Regions from separate parts of the Xenopus laevis genome. Here region 1 is linked to region 2. The links are chromatin contacts, called in public Hi-C maps. All regions are on one chromosome and are shown on one strand. The core of a region is the stretch at or near the end of the contact, and the rest is flanking DNA. Distances in the headings are between cores, read along the strand shown. Region 1 holds the start of c2orf76.L (chromosome 2 open reading frame 76 L homeolog). Region 2 has its middle 16 kb from the start of LOC108701234.

Region 1 (2,700 bases), core at 15-2,514, 52 kb after region 2:
AAAGCTGGCCGCCATACATACAAAGATGGGTGATTGAGGTGGGCAACATCAGGCAGATAATGCTGCCCACAATCTGACGACAGCTTATATTGGCCTGTGTATGGCCACCTTAAGGATAGCAACCTCAGACCAACCAGTTCACTGGAGTCAATACAAGCAGGACTTGGAAATGGTTTAGTTCCCCCCTTAACTGTAAAAGTCACGTCTCAGAATTCTCAATCTTGTGAGTGACTGATGCATTCTGCTCACACTCATTCAGCCTCATTTCCACACTGCAACTGTGAGCATTTTGACATCAGTTCCTGCACTTAAGTTAGTGGGTCCCACAAGACACCTGGATATAACGGGGTGCCCCTGTTTTTGTGGGACTTGCCCCTGAAGTTCCTGCTCTGTATCACCAATGGGGCACCTGCCATACTTTGCCCATAAAACTAAGGCTCTGCAGGGATAGTAATTACTGCATCCAATCCAGCCCACCCGTTCCCCCACCCCCAAGATGCAAAGTAGGAGGAGCCATATACCATCATTTATCTGCATTATGAATTCCTGCACCTTCTGATCCAGATTCACTCCATGGTAAACCACCGGCCGGAAGTTCCGATGCTCAAAAGACCGAACCAAACGCACCGTGACAGTCACACCCTGGGACATCATGGGAAACCTGCAATCAGACACGTAGTCATGAACCACCACCAGCCAGTGGTGTAACTAGATATTACTGGGCCCCACAGCAAATTATTTTTCAGGCCCCCAAAATGTCTAGAAGTTGGCCTGTTTTACCAATAATTATTGAAATTGTATATGAATTATGGCCTCATGAACCCCCCCTATACCTCCTGGGCGCCCCTGCATAACCCACCCCCTAGGAGCATATACCTCATCCCAAAATTACTCTCATCTCGGCAAACATGAAGCTGTTTCCAGGCCCACTGATGTGCCCTCAAATAACTCACTGTCTGCAATACTCCCCCAGGTAGTGAGCTAACCAGGATACTGTCACACTTCCTCCCCCCCCCCCAGGTACTTATGGGGATACTCACACTTACCCCCCCCCCCCAACTTAGTAGTCACTGGGATATTCACTCATTCACTCGTACTTTACGGTCACTGAGATGTTCACAAAGTAGCTCGGGGGCTCAGTTGCTCACCGCAATACTAACCACCTACTTAGGTACTCACTTGCGGTAATCACACAGTTCTCACTGGCTTATTCACGCTTAATATGAAGCATTTCAAATTACTGCATGAATGGGTTTATAATACAGCGTCTTCGCCTCATTGAAGTACGGATCGCAGAAAGGGACAACCCTTCTGAGCTTACTGAGCTACTATTGGGGGTGGGCGGGCTTAACGACTTGAGAACGGAGAATGCCGAAGGTCTGCGGCTCAGAGCCAAGTTATTTGTGCGTTCCAAAGGGCCGCATGCGCAGCAAACCGAGGATGAGCGGTGAAGCTTTGAGATACAGTGTAACCCAGTTGGTGCTATGCTATAGATACAATATATCCCAGTTTGTTTGGTTTTTTGTTTGTTTTTTTTTAGTTAGGGCTATAGATACATAGTGTAACCCAGATACAGACCAGGAACTACAGGTGCTATAGATACAGTGTAACCCAGTTTCTGCTAAAGATACAATGTAACAGAATTATTATTTATGCAACTGTATGAGTGAGAAGGTGCAGCGTGCCAAGTACAAAGCGACCAGAGTAGTGATGTACGGGCCGACCCGATACCCATAGGTCCTCGCGGGTGCGGGTTGAGTTCTTCTCCTGCTCTTCCAGCCCACCACCTTCAAATGCCGGCAGCTGACTTAAGGGTTCTGGTTTTATAGTCTGCGTCTGCTCGCCACGCCCCTTTTGTGATGTCATTGGCAGGGCGGCACGGGTCTATAAAAGGACCCCGGAAGCGATGGTGCGTGCGGGTTGCAGCAGGGCGGGTTAGGGTCGGGTGCAGGTCAGGAAAACCCTGACCCGCATATCACTAGCCCAGAGTTCTACAGGGCGACTCAGCTTGTTACTCTGGGCCGGATTTACATAGTGGGGACCCCCCAGTCCCGCTGACGTTTGTCGTCCCCTCCCTTTTATTCGTACAAATTTTCATCATCGGAACTGTAGAAATGGGGATTGGCGCAAGGGAAATTTAACCCTTTAGGTGCCAGCAGAATTTCACAGTTCATTTGCACTCAGTGCCAAAGGTTTTTGAAACATTTTGTGTTTTTATTATTATTAACATGTATTTGTATAGCGCCAACATATTGTGCACTGTAAATGTAAATGTGATTATACAACTAAATCACATGAATTATATACATAGCACATATGGAGCTACATACATCACAATAAATAAGGTTCAAAAGGAGAGGAAGGCCCTTTGCAAAAGAGCGTACACTCTAAAGGGAAGGGAGTAATACACAAGGTGTGGGAGTGAGCAAGATCGAATTAAGTGGGTGAGAAATGTGGTACTGTATGTCGTGTTGCGTTTGGTAGTTAAAGGAAAACTATACCCCCAAAATGAACACTTAAGTAACAGATAGTTTATATCATATTAAGTGGCATATTAAAGAATCTTACCAAACTGGTATATATATTTAAGTAAATATTGCCCTTTTACATCTCTTGCCTTGAGCCACCATTTTGTGATGGTCTGTGTGCTGCCTCAGAGATCACCTGACCAGAAATACTACAACTCTAACTGTAACAGGA
Region 2 (2,703 bases), core at 16-2,515:
TTATTAACCGGAAAAAAAAACATGTTTTCCCGCCACAGAATCCCTTTGATCAACTTTTTCAGGAAGAACAAATGAATTTAAAGAGATACTGACACCAGAAATTAAACCAATTTTTACATCTATCATAGCATGCTAATCCTAATTTAGCCATACAAGTATTTCCCCGATGTTTTTACATTATCTTGTCCCCCATGTTCCTCTATGTGTAGGCTGCCATAATTGTGCAGCAGTAATCCGTTAACATTAGGAAACCTGACAGGTTGAGAAGGGACAGTCAGTACCACCTTAAGGAAAATACATGTTTGTGGTCCAATTGGTTGTACAACGCAAACATTACCTTCGGCACATCAGGTTAAAAAATGTTTTGGGAACCTCTTTATACACACATGTCCCCTTTAATTGTTCCCTTATTCTTTCCATTCTAATGTTTCCCCCCTGCTGTGCCCCTTTATCATGCTTCATTCTAACTGTTTCCCCTTCTAATGCTTCCCCCTGCTCTATCCCTTTCTCATGATTCATTCTTTCTGTGTCTCATTCTAATGCTTCCCCCTGATCTTTCTCATGCTCCTTTCTCTCTGTGTCCCCTTCTAATGGTGCCCCCTACCTTATTCCTTGCTTGTGCTTTAACCCCTTTGTGCCCCCTTATAATGATTTCCCCCTACCCTGTCCATTTATCATGATTTAATCTCTGTGTGTCTCCTTCTAATAATTCCTCCCACCCTGTCCCTTTCTCATGCTTCATCCCCTCTGTGTCCCCTTCTAATGGTTCTCCCGACCAGTTCTGTCCAACTGGCATATCCCATAGATGTTAGTAAAGGGTCAGTGATGGTGCTGATGTCCTTGCTTGAACTGAGAGCGACCGCTCCTATTTGCCCACAACTTCTTGCCCTTTGTTAGCTAAGTATCTTTTTGGCCCAAGTGCCAGTGGGTCAGATTTGAGTGGTCTCTGAGTCACTGCCTGTTGGGGACTCAGGGTTCCTTATGGGGGAGAAGCTGAGTTGCAGAAAATGCAGTTTCGACTCTGACAGAAGGAGTTCAATATGGTATTGATTTGGTGCTGATGTCTAAATGGTGCCAGGACTTGGGTTTCAGCTCCCCTAATAGAATCCAGTCCCATGCTTCCTGGGAACACAATGAAATAGATTTGTGTAAGTGCAGGGTTAATATTCCTGTAACCCTTTGAGTGACAGATGACTGTGACAATACCCAGGCACGTTTAAGTGGCAGCAGCAAGAAGAGAATAAGGTGCCTGGGGTAAAACAACTAAAAAGCCTGTTTTATCATCAAAAATCCTAAATCGCTTCCACTTACTGAGCCCTGGAGGAGTCTCGGGCGGCTGCAGAGAGTTGAAAGGCAATCTGCCAAGAAGCGAAGGCTCCGGGCACCAGGGCCCCTCTCTTCCTGGGGCGTATGCAAACAAGAACAATTTGCATTTTAGATGAATAGGTTTTCAACTCCAATGAAATCAAAGGCTCAGATCTGAAAGCCTTTGGCCCAGAAACACCTGGGGAGGCAAATTAGCAAGGGAGTCAAATTATTGCTCCCCCAATTATGGAAGTTGAATAAAATAGTTACACGAGTGCAGGTCCGGACTGAGAATTAAAATAGACCCATTTCAGGTACACAGAGGCCCAATCAGCCCCCACCAGCCCACTAAATAGTGACTTTCTGTGGCACCTTATAGCAGCCCCTCTGGCATTTGCCAGAACCCACAGATTGCCAGTCCGGGCCTGTACGACTACGAGTGCCTCCTTCTGCACTTCAAAAACTATTTCCCAAGCATAGCGCCATGTAAATGAAGGACTATGGACGACCTGTCCCCCCCCCCATGGATTTGTATGGCCCCCAACTTACAGGGTCCACTGAACTTCTTGAATGACATCACCATTTCTATGACACACAAAAGTGTAAAGTGGCAATAATTGGCCTTCATGGCACACTTGGAGTAGTGAGACATTAGTTACAGAAAATGCACCATTATTTTACACACAGAGGGGGACGGTGGATCACATTGCTTAAAAAGGATCCTTTACTCAAAGAGGGAGGTGTGTCACATTAGTAAAGAGTGTCATTATTCTACTCACAGAGGGAGGAGTGTCACACTAGTAACTAAGAAGGCGCCATTATTATTCTTGCAGATGAAGGAGTGTCACAATACTAAAGTAGAAGGCACCATTTTTTAATTGAAGCACAGAGCCATTGCTTGTGATCATACCAGTGCAAAAAACATGCAACCCACATAAAGTGCAAAAGTGGAACAATAGGACAAGCTTTAAGAAAAGTAAGTCTCCATCTCCTTAATCACACGGCACAAAGTAAAAAAAAAAAGGATTCTCTAAGGGGTACAAGGACTTGGGTGGAACCCTTTATACGCAACCTCCTCAGCCAAAAAGCCAGCAGAAGGAAAGGGTCTTCAGCCCCCATTCGCCACGAGGCTAGGGGGGTCCCTTTGTCAGATCCCTGCAGCCCCATGGCTTTCAAGGGGAAGGGATGACAAGTGACCTGCAAAGAGGTCCAGTAACTTTTGCACCCACAGCGGGGCTGAGTTTCAGGGGCAGAAGGAGCCTAGAGGCCACACATCTCCCACCTAGACACATGCAAAGGCAACCGAATCCTAAGAAGAAAAACATATCAAAAGCAGAGTGACAGATAGTGGAGATAAAAATTAAACAGAATAAAATAATAAAAGGTGGCTATGTGTAG

What was found. Hi-C and Micro-C count contacts between places; a contact is called where the count stands out from the background.
Region 1: a Hi-C map of the XTC cell line shows a contact between it and region 2, with 1.7 times the contacts expected there. The contact joins the promoter of c2orf76.L here to the enhancer-like site in region 2. A contact is called at or near these places in 2 of 4 Hi-C or Micro-C datasets (the XTC cell line and animal cap).

Annotation. Positions count from the first base shown.
Region 1 is chr9_10L:55,712,319-55,715,018 of Xenopus_laevis_v10.1, forward strand. c2orf76.L (chromosome 2 open reading frame 76 L homeolog) reads right to left here and starts at 1,265. Exons shown (of 6, transcript NM_001092912.1): 1 at 1,180-1,265; 2 at 522-661. The coding sequence starts at 654.
Region 2 is chr9_10L:55,659,841-55,662,543 of Xenopus_laevis_v10.1, forward strand. No RefSeq gene overlaps it. Among protein-coding and RNA genes, the nearest start is that of LOC108701234, 16 kb to the right of the region's middle. Within about 2 kb of position 1,266, at least 1 of the 7 cell types and tissues checked has an H3K27ac peak or open chromatin away from gene starts, as enhancers often do.